3 separate regions of the Pan troglodytes genome follow, and all the other regions are linked to region 2. Evidence: chromatin contacts called from public Hi-C data. All regions are on one chromosome and are shown on one strand. Each heading gives the region's core, a stretch centred on a gene start, on an enhancer-like site or on the middle of the called end of the contact. The rest is flanking DNA. Distances are from core to core; before and after follow the strand shown. Region 1 holds the start of SNX3 (sorting nexin 3). Region 2 overlaps AFG1L (AFG1 like ATPase). Region 3 has its middle 44 kb from the start of OSTM1.

The links. Hi-C and Micro-C count contacts between places; a contact is called where the count stands out from the background.
Region 1: a contact with region 2 is called in a Hi-C map of stem cell-derived neural progenitor cells, with 2.4 times the contacts expected there. The contact joins the promoter of SNX3 here to the enhancer-like site in region 2. A contact is called at or near these places in 1 of 7 Hi-C or Micro-C datasets (stem cell-derived neural progenitor cells) and 1 of 1 datasets of contacts at active chromatin or transcription factors (stem cell-derived excitatory neurons).
Region 3: a Hi-C map of stem cell-derived neural progenitor cells shows a contact between it and region 2, with 8 times the contacts expected there. The contact joins two enhancer-like sites. A contact is called at or near these places in 4 of 7 Hi-C or Micro-C datasets (blood, induced pluripotent stem cells and stem cell-derived neural progenitor cells), 1 of 1 datasets of contacts at active chromatin or transcription factors (stem cell-derived excitatory neurons) and 1 of 1 other capture datasets (stem cell-derived neural stem cells).

Annotation. Positions count from the first base shown.
Region 1 is chr5:120,170,287-120,174,339 of NHGRI_mPanTro3-v2.0_pri, forward strand. It overlaps SNX3 (sorting nexin 3), which reads right to left and starts at 1,868. Exons shown (of 4, transcript XM_001149032.7): 1 at 948-1,868. The coding sequence starts at 1,109.
Region 2 is chr5:120,438,702-120,442,792 of NHGRI_mPanTro3-v2.0_pri, forward strand. AFG1L (AFG1 like ATPase) reads left to right here. Exons shown (of 16, transcript XR_010158135.1): 13 at 1-119; 14 at 999-1,261; 15 at 3,522-3,660. Among named protein-coding and RNA genes, the nearest start is that of FOXO3, 35 kb to the right of the region's middle. Within about 2 kb of position 2,715, at least 4 of the 24 cell types and tissues checked have an H3K27ac peak or open chromatin away from gene starts, as enhancers often do. A contact at or near this core is called in stem cell-derived neural progenitor cells and stem cell-derived neural stem cells, where this site is marked.
Region 3 is chr5:120,027,604-120,031,993 of NHGRI_mPanTro3-v2.0_pri, forward strand. No RefSeq gene overlaps it. Among named protein-coding and RNA genes, the nearest start is that of OSTM1, 44 kb to the left of the region's middle. Within about 2 kb of position 3,123, at least 8 of the 24 cell types and tissues checked have an H3K27ac peak or open chromatin away from gene starts, as enhancers often do. A contact at or near this core is called in stem cell-derived neural progenitor cells and stem cell-derived neural stem cells, where this site is marked.

The DNA of each region.
Region 1 (4,053 bases), core at 618-3,117, 270 kb before region 2:
TCATATAAATTTTGATTAAAGGAAAAATCGCTTTACACTTAACTTTTAATAATTTGCTGTCATCTTTAAATTAATGTAATTAATTTTTAAAGATGCTTCCATACATGGGCAAATTCTTTAATCCTGAATTATAGAGTGAAAGTGAAGCACTATTTTCAATTAACATCTTTCAAATCATCTAAATTATTGCCAACAAATACTAGTTATGAAATTAGGTATATTTTATTTCTGTTGATTTCTTTATTCAATTAAGTGCAAATCTCGAATTAAGAGAGCAAGATCCCTAGCCTTTTCTTAAAGCAACTGTAGTTCTGGATTATGAGGTAGGTGACACCACACCTCAGCCTTTGGCAAGGCGGTGGCCCAAAATGCTGAAGTCAACCATGTCCAATCACCCTTCTGGTCTGGCTCAGCCCTATCAAAAATTGTCAGGCTTCTGTGAACTTTCCTTAAGTCCCGTTCAGAAGACTGCACAACCCAGGTTACTTTAGCAGCTCGGGAAGGGCCTGGAGCAGCCGGGTTGGCTTGCTACCTCTGGGAAGTCTCCAGGAAGAGAAAACTGGGAAAAGGCTTTAACTTTGCGCAAGCCCCTTTTCTCTGTCAACATCTCTTTCCCTTCCCAGCGAAGGGATGTGTTCTCGAAAGATCTACCCCTTTCCAACTCAAATGTCATTCCCTGATCAGCTGCTGGAGGGGCAAGCGGCGCTCAACCCACGCCCTCCTCTTCGAGCACCTTCTCCAAGTGCCAGTGCGCCGGGCTCGCTCTGCAGCCCCCCACACCAGCCCTACAGGAAGAGGGGCCCTGGCTCACGACCCCGGCCCGCCTCTGCAAGGGGGCTCCCGGCCTGGGAGGCTGTGGCTGCCCGCGGGGGTCCACTCCTGGGTCGAGTGGGGGTGACCAGAGCCAGCGGGTGGGGTTTCTTGGGAGAGGGGAGAGACGGCCTCACCTTGACCCTGATTTCGTAAGTGGTGAAGCGGCCCCGGCCGACCCCCACCGTCTGCGGGTTGCTCACATCGATCTCGAGGAAGTTGCTGGGGGGTCCGTAGGCGTCATTCAGGTTCTGCGGCTTGGTGATCAGCCGCCTGGTGTCAGCCACGGTCTCCGCCATTTCGCTGTAGCTGCTGCCGCCGCCGCGGGCTCCCTCCGCTCCCTCCGCCCCCTCCGCGTTCAGCCGCCGCCGCCGCCGCCGCTGCTGCCCGCCGTGGGGACACGGGGCTCGCGCGCAGCGGTCGCGAAGAGAACGAGCACGTAGAGCGAGCGTTCACCCCGCACGCGAAGCTCCTCCCCGCGCCCCTCAAGCTTCCGCCTCCGAGCCCAGGGGAGAAACGGCTCACTAGCTGGAACGCCACGCCCGGCTCCCGGGAGGCCCGGCCGAGGCTGGGGAGGGGCACTGCGGGCTGGGGTGTGAGGAGAAGCGGTGTCATGGGACTCGGGGTCGCAAACAGGTTCCGGCCGGACTACAGCGCCCACAATGCACCGCGAGCGCGCCGCCGCGGGGCTGCGGCCGAGAAGGCGAGGACCCAGACGCCCAGAGCCGGCGCTTCCTGTCTCTCTGCGCCAGCCTCGGCCTGCGGCGGGGTAGAGCGCCGGAAACGGCTTTAGCGGCTTTGGGAATTGCGGGCGAAAGTTAAACGGAGAGATCTTAGAGATTTGCCCGCAAATCGAAACAAAACTGCCCCTACTAACTCTGTGCCAACCTGTGCACCGTCTCACTGTGAACCCCTGAAAATGCCTTTCTGGAGAAGGTTAAGCAAATGCCTGAGATGATTTTGCCATAAACCCGAGCGTTGCACCAGACACGCGTCTGGATTGATAGGTTGAAACCAGTGAAGTGGGGGAGTGAAATAAAAACTAAAGCCCTAGTTAAATCCTAGCATTATGGTCAAACCGATTTTGGAGACAGGTCGGTCCGCTAAAACAAAGTAACAGTAGACCGGCTGCAAGCTGCTTTGGGTGTCCACTTTCATTTCTCACGAAGTCCTGATAAGTTTTTTTTTTTTTGAGAAGTATTAAACGTATCTCTACAGGACTGGAAATGTAACTCACATGAGCCATTTTAAGAAACGGGGAGGAAGGCCGGGCACGGTGGCTTATGCCTGTAATCCCAGCACTTTGGGAGGCCGAGGCGGGCGGATCACGAGGTCAGGAGTTCGAGACTAGCCTTGCCCACATGGTGAAACCCCATCTCTACTTAAAAATGCAAAATTAGCTGGGCGTGGTGGTGCGCGCCTGTAATCCCAGCTACTCTGGAGGCTGAGGCAGGAGAATCGCTTGAACCCGGGAGGCAGAGGTTGCAGTGAGCTGAGATCGTGCCATTGCACTCCAGCCTGGGCAATAGAGTGAGACTTTGTCTCAAAAAAAAGAAAGAAAGAAACGGGGAGAAAACTCAATTAATTAGGTCCTAGTTCATCTCTTATGGTCCAATGGGAAATGCAGATTTTAAATGTTGAGATACGGTACATTTCTATCTCTGCCCAGAGAGTTATCCCTCACAACTATTTCTGCATTTTTTAATATGTCAAGTTTAACACTATAATTCCTTTAACCTGATCTTCCCCGCCCCCCTTTTCTTTAGATTTTAAATTATTAATAATTATTTGTGGAGACGGGATCTCACTGTGATTCCCAGGCTGGTCTCCAACTCCCAGCATCAAAGTGATCCTCCTGCCGTGGCCTCCCATATGTGCTGAGATGACAGGTATGAACCACTGTGCTTGGACTAATCTGTCCCTTGAACTGCAAATTTCTTTTGTTTCTTGCTTTTTTTTTTTTTTTTTTTTTTTTTTTTTTTTTTTTTTTGAGACGGAGTCTCGCTGTGTCGTTCAGGCTGGAGTGCAGTGGCGCATCTTGTCTTACTGCAATCTCCACCTTTCGGATTCAAGCGATTCTCCTGCCTCAGCCTCCCGAGTAGCTGGGATTACAGGCGTGCGCCATGACACCCAGCTAATTTTTGTGTATTTTCAGTAGAAACGGGGTTTTACCTTATTGGCCGGGCTGGTCTCGAACTCCTAACCTCAGCTGATCCGCCCGCCTCAGCCTCCCAAAGTGCTGGGAGTACAGAAGTGAGCCACCGTGCCCGGCCAACAGCAACCATTCTTAATAACACTAAGAAACACTGGAATAAAAAGAAATTACTTGGCCGGGTGCGGTGGCTTGCGCCTGTAATCCCAGTACTCTGGGAGGCCGAGGCGGGCGGATCACCTCAGGTTGGGAGTTTGAGACCAGCCTGACCAACATGGAAAAACCCCGTCTATACTAAAAATACAAAATTAGCCGGGCGTGATGGCGCATGCCTGTAATCCCAGCTACTCGGGAGGCTGAGGCAGGAGAATTGCTTGAACCTGGGAGGCGGAGATTGTGGTGAGCCGAGATCGTGCCATTGCACTCCAGCCTGGGCAACAAGAGCAAAACTCCATCTCAAAAAAAAAAAAAAAAAAAGGCATTACTTAAATACAATGTATATTATTTTCCAGAAAACAACATTCATTTATTAATTCAACAAATATTTGTTGAAGACCTACTAGATGTTTTCATTCTAAGTACTAGAGATGAAAGGGTAGATAAGTCAGGTTTATAGCCTAGTATATAGTCTATCTTAGGGAGACAATTCAGTAAATAATACACCTGCCAATATAATTGGTGCTATGAGGCAAATAAAACTGAATAATGTGACAGATAGTGACAGACAAGCTCATTAGATATTAATGCTGGGCATGTCTCCTAATGCAACAGACCAAATGGGAATTTGACTGGTATGATTAGAAATGTAAGCTCAATAAATACATATCAATGACTCTGAATTGAAGTCTATGCAAGCTAAGAGACCAGGAACTACTGTATTATGTTGTCATCGGTGACACCTGAACGAAGCAATCATGGAATATTCTCATAGAATGCTTCTGTCTGATTCCTTGGCGACCACTCAGGGCAGCAGTGGGCAGCCAGAACAAATGCCTGCAGTGGGGAAGCGGCTAGGAGGGACAGCAGCACAGCATCATAGCACAGTTGTATAGCCAAAGAAGACCTTCTTGGTGTAAATATCAGGAAAAAAA
Region 2 (4,091 bases), core at 1,465-3,964:
GCAGAAGGACTCTCCATGTTTACCGGAGAAGAGGAAATCTTTGCATTTCAGCGCACAATTTCCCGACTCACGGAAATGCAGACTGAACAGTACTGGAACGAAGGAGACAGAACCAAGAAGTAACTGCCACTTTTGCATAAATAAAACTCTAGACAAATGGTTAACGCAGGCAGAACTCCTTATTGTGGGACTTGAAGGAATCATTTCCTCATCATTAATTATGCACTTTGTCCTCTGGACCATTTTAATCTAAAATTGCTCTCAAGGATCTAGTGGATTAGTAAGTTAAACACTTAACATTTTTTAGGTCTGCTTTTTCTTATTTGGCCTTATTTCTGCACCATGAAATTAAAATCATCTCATTCCTGAAGATGAATGTAGGACCAGACATTTTAGCTTCACATTAAACCACCTGAATGAACCTTGAATGCACAAGTAAATGCAAGACGTCTGGATACCTTCAAGCTTTGGCTGCATGGTGGTGGCATGTTAGAAATACATCTTTTATAATGGGGGAAGAATGCCCTATGTTTCAATTCAAAACAAAGACAGTTTTCCAATCTGATATAAACTAAAAGGGATAATGTTTTAGAATATGGGCTTATATGTGGTTTTTTTTTTGGTTATGAATTACAGTAAATCTCCCAGGCCTTCAGATTTCTACGTAATGGAAGAATATGTTTTTAACCCTGAGATCAAGTTTAGTAGGCAGGACTTGATCTCAAGTGGTCACAAAGTTTTCTAAAAAAAAATAGAAAATTATGATGGGATCAAATAAGGAGCAAGTGTCAAATTCCAGCCAACAGGCAGATCTGCAGGCAGAGCTACAAACTCTGCAGCCAGGAATGGGGACCAGTGAGAGAGTGTGGGCGGGGGGGTGGGTGTCAGAGTCGTAGGCACTCCAACAGCAGAGGAGACTCCCGCTCACATGAGGCCAGCCGTACCCCAGTGGACAGCAGGCTCCTTCCCACTGTTGTAGACACTTGCTCTCCTTGCAGCATGCTGCCCCCGCCCTTGCCGCCAACTCTGCCGTGAGATGGACCTAATAGGAAATAGGAAAGAACGCCTGACAAGCCTGCTTCACAGGAAATCTGATTTGTCCTTCACTGAGCTCATCTTTTGCTTCTTTGAGTAAAACCTGGCTTTACTAACTATTGTCACAAAGTGGATCTTCGGCTGTGGATGAGTGTGAAAAACAGAAAAAATATAAAATCCACAAAATCTTGTGAAAATTAAGCATTTGGGGGAAGGTAAGGCATAGGTGAGTCAGTCCAATGAATACAATGGTCAACATAAGTAAGCTCTTTGAACCTATTTATTTTCTATTTATTATTATTTTTATTTTTTATATCTTGGCCACTCTAGCCATCTCCTGGCAGGGGTAGTGTGGCACAGCATGGCCCTATTTAATTTCTTAGTCAATAATCCATCACATAGTCTCTTTTAGATATTAACCTAATTAAGGCAAGCAGGTAGATGGATGAGTACCCAAGCCGAGAGAAGAGTTTAAATCAAGCCTTCTATAAATGAAATGTGGTTTAAAGATATTTTTATTGAAGTGAAACACAGTAATTTCAAAGAGGTTATGTAATAGGGAGAAAGGATGGGAAATAACCACTTTGTGCTGGATTGAATGCTATATATTTACATTAGCTCAGTTAAAAAAAATAGTCTTAGAAAGTGAATATTATAACCCCTGTTTAAAAATAAGAAAACTGAGTCTTGGGAAAGTTAAGTAGCTTGACCTGAGATTCACAGTTTACAACTACAAAACTCATATACTATATTTTATACCACACTGTCTCTTACTCTTACTATTTAAAAAAAAGAGATTGTTTTAAAAATTGATTCATTTAACTCAGTGAATGAAGTTGAAGATAAATTTACAACAGAACCATTGATTTGAACTCAGTGAATATAAAATGTTTAACTTTATTCTTTAGATCTTAGCTTTTTACTTTTCACATTCCTTTGGTAATTATTCTGTATCTTAATTTTTAAAAAAATCATGTGAATGGACAGACAGATAGATGGACAGTATGACCGATAGACAGACCTGTCCCTGAGTGTGAGTGTATGTAGAAGAGTCCCCCTGTCAAGTTATGTTATAAAAGTTCATCTGAGGTCAGATATTGGGAATAAAGTTTCATTTTTCCATTGAAACAATCACGTAATGTTAGTTGGGGTGCTGGTCAAACGCATAGAAGCCTATGTAATTCTCAGTGTAGCTTCCCTATAATGTCATTTTGGTACGAAAGAACTTAAACCCTGAGAAAAAAACTGTAGCTCAGTCTCCACCTAAGTAACTGGAGCATGTGCCCACTTCTGTGCCCCCAATCCGCAATCTCCTTCCCCAGTTCCAGGGGCCTGCTGGGATTGGCTGCAGTGGAAGAGGCTCTTTGAGCTGGGAGAAGGGTTTATGCAGAAAGTGGGGCTAGAAGGCTTTGGCTGGATCTCTGGAGGGGAGGGAGTTCCATGGTGGCTGGAAATCTCCAAAGTTGGTTTCATAAAATAGCATGCAAGAAAAAAACCCAAGTCTTCAAGAATAGCCATCACTAGGAAACAGTATGGTAGCTCTACTAAAAGAAAAGTAATGCCAACATGAAAAACAACCCCTAGATTGGAGAGCAACATTTCACTTTGTATGTCTTTCTTCTGAGCCCTGCCCCTATTACATTCTCAGCATTCCAGTCTTTCTCCATAGAAGTCTCTCAGCAAATGCTCTTTTTTTGAAATGCTTTAAATGTATACTTTGAGACAGAGGTTTGAGCTGAGTACTGCTGTGGAAAGCTCCTGCTCAATTCAAAACACAGACGGGGGGGATGTCTTTAGAGTCAGGAGAAAACATCATGTGCCAAGGGTGCTCTCCAAACTGATGACTAGTTCCCAGACTTAACAGAGGTCAAGCGGAGAAAAAGGAAAACTTTCTTTAGAGAAGAAAAAGAAAAATCTTATCACTTCTCATATTTCTTTAGGCAGTGTATGAGCTTATTTGCTGATATCACTAATCCTGAGATGAAAAACAGGATGGACTTAAGTAATTTTTAACCTATTTCTGAGGCCAAAAAGACTGTAGTATTATTTTAATCAAATTTATGCATTTTCAGTGGGACTTCAAATTTTAATAATAAGGCAATACTTTTATCTTCTTAAAGTATATTTCCTGTACTTATAAGTGTGCAAATGACATAATTTTAAAATTAGTTGGAATATTGAAAAAAATTAAAATTTCACTTGTAAAATAAGTGGATGTGCTTATATCCATTTATTTATTTAAGAAACACATGATGTTTTCTGTGTCCTGGGCATGGTTCTATGTGCTTTATAAATAAACTCTTTTGATCCATATAACAGTCTTATGAGATAGGTGCCATTATAATCATTTTATAGACAGGGAAGCTGAGACACAGAAAACAGCTAAAACAGATTAATGAATTGCTAAGATATAACCGAAGTCAATAAAATTAGCAAAGTGCTAACGTATTAAATTTTCCATTTCATTGCCTCTGTCCTGAAAACAGTATTGCTGGTCCAAGTAACTTGAACCTACACTTGACGGCTGCTTTATCTGAGATTAAAAACATGCAGAAGGATTGGGCGCCTGGGTCCCTGACATTTGGGTTCCTGATCAGTTACGGGAATCTGTCTTGCAGCAAGTCTGTAAGTTACCTTTATTAGATTTACTAATCTCAAAAGAAGTCACTTGCTGGTAGGAAAGGATTTTCTTTGGAAATGAGTTTATAACTTCTTTTACAGTCAGAATTAAGATGAATGTTCCCTATTGGCATATAGCAGTTCATTTTTCTGGAACAGAAAATTACAAATGTTAAAATCTGCCCTCTTGTCGAGTGTCTACTGACTCAGTCCAGCAGCTCACTAGGACCCTCACATCTGTTGCCCTAGCTGGTCATTTGGTCCAGTCAAACATGCCTGTCCACTGGCCTTTCGTCTGTGCTGTGTGGAGCCATCAGTCTGTCTTACCTGCTTGCCTAGGGGGCTTTCCGGATGTCGTCCCGAGAATTTTCCTGTCTCAGGGCTGTACTTTCTGGGTTCCCGGTGGTTGATTGCTGGTCTCTAATGATGCAGTGGGA
Region 3 (4,390 bases), core at 1,873-4,372, 410 kb before region 2:
GCCTTTTTCGAGGCTTCCACCTTTAAGACTACCTGGATGGGGTGGGGGCCTGGTGTTTTAAAAATTGTCTTTCTATTTCTCTGGCCCCTTTACAAGAGCAAATTTCTTTTAAATACTTTTAAATATCTGTATTTTCCACCTTTTCAAGCCCCAACAGTAAGGAGTCTTCCCTTGGGATTGGGGGGCAATGGAGTCAGGGGCTGGCTGGGACGAGTCCCAAGGCTAATTCTTCTTGTTCGCCTATTTGCATCCGCTGTTAGGCTGAGGATCATTTTAATAAATAACAATGAACAGGAATGGCATCTAGAGGGCTTGTCGGCAACATTTAAAAGCCAATAGAGTTTATAATTCTACTCTATCATTTCTTATTGATTAGAGTAATCAAGATAAAAAGCTAGCCGGGCTCGGAGAACTTCAGCAGCATATCATTAAAGATAAGAGTCAGTTAATTCTGGAGCTGGGGTAATGTGGCTGAAATGAAGAGTTCATTTGCATGAGATGCTGAGCCCAGTAACAAGGGGACAAAAATCACTAATTAGGATTGCAGAGTGTCGGCCTCTCGGCAAGCACCGTTTCCAGACTGCGGACCAAGCGGAGATTCGCATTAATGTAAATCTGGGGAGGACTAAAAGCTCTCACTGGCTTTGTAGAAGGCGACAATCACTCCCGCCCTCTACGACGTCCTCCCTGGCCCGGGCAGCCCAACTGGGGCGGGGACGGGGGTTACTCGGGTCGGATCCCCTTTTCTTCCCTATCTATCCTACCTCCACTCCCGCGGCCACACGAAGGCGTCTCACCCACCCCCTTAGGGGCACGTGGGAGAGTGTCTGGTGGCCGGGTGAGTGGAACCCGCCGCCCAGTCCTTGCTGCGGGCTCTGGTCTAGTGGGTGAGGATCCCTGGGGAGGTCCCAACTCCGGTGCAGCGTCCGCGGGGTGAAGGGCGCGAGTGCATTCAGGCCCCAAGGGAAACTCGGGGACATCTGCACAGACAAGAATCCCCAAGGAGGCCCAGGTCCCACGGCCAAAGTCCTCGACCCCCACCAGGCTGTCTCCCTCTAGTCCTCCCCACGCCTGATCTGCCATTCGGGACGGAGCCAGTCCGCGGGCACCCAAGGGCGCAAGCTGGTACAAAAAGCACGCGCAGGGTTGTGCCTGGGTGCGCAGGAGTATGTGTGTGTGTGTGTTTGTGTGTTTGTGTATGCGTGTGCAGGTGAGTCCAGCTGTCGTGTAAATGTGACTACATAAGCTTGTTGCTGTGTAAATGTGTTTTTTCTTGGTATAGCACAAACGTGTGAACGTTGGTCTAAATGGTATGTAGTGTGTGTAATAGTACACATGTGATGTGTGAGCGGTGTGTGATGTGCGTGTGGTGCGAAGAGGGGAGGTGACAGGCCAGAGAGGTTTCCCCAAAGGGAGAGGCACGGAGGGCTTCCGGGGTGAGGGTGCCTGGGGGTGAGGCGGGAGCTGGGCACTGCCCCCACCCAGCCCGGTGCCTCGAGAGGCTGAGGCGCGAGGCGGGAGCCCGGCCGCGGGGGGCAGCGGCATCTCCTGGGCCGGGTGAGGTCGGACAAGGGGAAGAAGGAACCGCCTCCGCGCCTCCCGCGGCCCTGCCCCACCGCCCCGCGGCCGGCCGGTGGAGGCTCTCTCGACCCATCCCCTGGAAAATGAAAGTACCCCAGAAGCACAAGTTGGCCTGCAGAGCGCGAGAGCGCTGAAAGGCCGCTGACAGCAAGGACCGCGCGTGCACCTTGCGGCCCCGGACCCTTCTCAGCCCGAGGAGTTTGGGCTTCAGGCCCTCCCAGACACGGTGCAAGGAGAGGCTCGGGCTGCCGCCCCCGAGTCCACGAGCGCCGGAGCAGTTCCCGCCCTCGAAGTTCCTCTCCGGGAGAGAGGGAGAGAGCGAGGGAGAGAATGAGACAGGGAGGGAGGGAGAGAGGGGCGCGCGGCTTCTGAGGCGACCCCTCCCGGAGATGCTGCGGCCGCGCCGGGAATCCGCCCAGCGACCTGCTCTGCCCGGCCTTCTTAGAAATAACTTTGGCCCTCACTTGGCTGTAGCAGAAAGGAATCGAGGCCCCCGTCCATAATCGCAGGTGTCGGCGTGGAAAGGAGCCACGCGTGCACACTCATGGGTCTCACCGCGCGGGCTTCCGCGGCCCGGCAAGCCGCTGCGCCTGCCTCGCCGGCGGCCCACGGAGCCCGTCCGAGCGTGCCCTGCACACCTGCGCCCGCGCGAGGACCCAGACGCCGAGGCCGTGCGCCCGCCGGGCTGCGGGGGCCGTGGGCAGGGGGCGCAGGGGGCGGCCGGCGCGGCGGCTGAACCCGGGCTGGCGAGGCCCAGCCGCCTGCGGGGCCCGGAGCGGGAGGTACCGGCTAGGGGCGCGTTTCTTTCGCATCCACACCCCGCCCCCACCCCTCTCTCCAGGGATTTCTTTCTTTTCTTTTTTTTTTTTTGTATCCAGGCACAGCTGGGGGCTCCCTCACCACCCACCCCTGGCCTCCCCATACAGAATAAAGTCAGTCTGTATTTAATGGTTATGGCGGATGTGAGGGGGATTTGGCAGAGGCAGAAGAGAGGCCTTTCGCTCTCAAATATCGTCCCTTACGTCGTGTGAGTCTACCAACCCACCACGACCTCATATTCTTGTGCGGGTGTCTGACTCGAATGACAAGCGAGCTGATTTTTTCAGTACATAGCTGGGAAATGTAGTGAGTGATAATAGAGATTTCTCTTTCATTTTTTACGCTTGACTTGGTTATTGTTGCTTTTCTTTTCCCGTGATTCCTTCTGAGGATTAGCTCTGACTTCCCCACTATTGGCGGTCAAAGTGGCCCCGACTCGGGATGACAATTGACGGGGATCAAGGGATTGCCCATTCTGTGCCTGTAAGAACCGATTCGTGCCAGAGAAACTCATCAAGTGGAGGCGGAGAATAAAGACCGTTCGGGGGTAAATGTATTCATTGAGAAGGGTTCTCCCAAATTGCTTCTAAGTTTTTTTAATGAAAAGTAACGATTGCGGCAATCAGCGGCTTTTTGGCGGATTACAAATCTGGAGGGAGCTGCGGCGCTGCATTGAAAAGTGCCCCCGCCTTCGCACCGGGCAGCCGGTTCACAGGAGCAGCGCGAGGGGCGGGGGTCCGATAGCGGGACAAAGGCGGGGAGGGGGCGAGCGGAGGAGGGCGGCTCGGGGCGCCCGGGCGCGCATCGGGCAGGAGACGCGGAGGTGCCCACCCCAGCGCAGGCGTGGCAGGGCGCCCCCCACCGAGGAAGGCGAGGGGCAGGGTGCAGGAAGGGGACCGAGGGAGGTCTACCGCAGCACCACCAGCACTGGGGAGATTCCGGGCATCTGGAGCGAGGAAGGTGTGCTATAGGGGTTGAGTCCATCACCGTGGAAGTCCGGGGAATGGGAGGTGCGACTCGGTCCCCCACCTCTACCCCGGGCACGGTGGTGTCTTCTTTTAAAGACGTCTCACTTCGCAATTGGAATCGAAGCGTGGGCCGGTGTCGGGTCTTCCTGGTGTTACAGGCAGGAGGAGGGAAAACTGAGTCCTTCCTGGGATGGGGCAGGACCCTCACACGCAAGACCCCACTGAGCTGGACTGGCGCGGGGGCGGATCCCTTCTCCCAAATGCTTCCGAATGGCGCGCGACCTGGTCCCCTCTGCCACACGGACCCTGCGCGCACGCCCTGGCCCTGGCGGACTCTGGGGACACGTTCTCCAGGCCCGCACGGCGCCCCGGCCTAGGCCGCAACGCCCCCCGCCCAGAGGAGTTGCCTCAGAAGATGGGCAGGGGACACACTAGAGGGCAGGGAAAAATCGCTGTTCCCACAGAGGCTGAAATCAGCAGCAGCAGCCTCAGGCAGCGGCATTCAGCCTGACTTTTTATACGTTTATTTTTAAAAGTGTATCTTAGCAGGGGGGTGGGAGGTATGTTTCTTTGCTGGGACTTCTTTAAGGCTCTCTGAAGTAAATAGGGGTGGGGGGGGCGCAGAGAGACAAGGGTGGAGAAGAGGAGAAGAAAAAGAAAGACTCTCCCTCTCCTTCCCCCCTCCTCAAGTTTAAGAATAAATCCAGCAGGCAAGTCCGCAGCCCTGAAGGTTTAACTTTTTTTCTTTGCAGCTTGTCAATGCGACCATTGCTTTGATGGGAGGCTCCTCAAGGTGACACATTTCTGAACTTCACCCTCTTTTCAAACTAACTCCCTACCTCCTTGTTAGTGGCCAGCTCTGAACTTCTGCAGAGTGTTTTTGTGTGAGTCAAGGCTCATTCACGGGCGCCTTTGTGGGCCTCTCCTCCTTTCAGGCCTCAGCGTGTTACACCAATTAAAGGGCGACGTGCTGTAAATGTAATGGGCCGCGCAGCGATTGTTTCTGACAAGCAACAAAACAC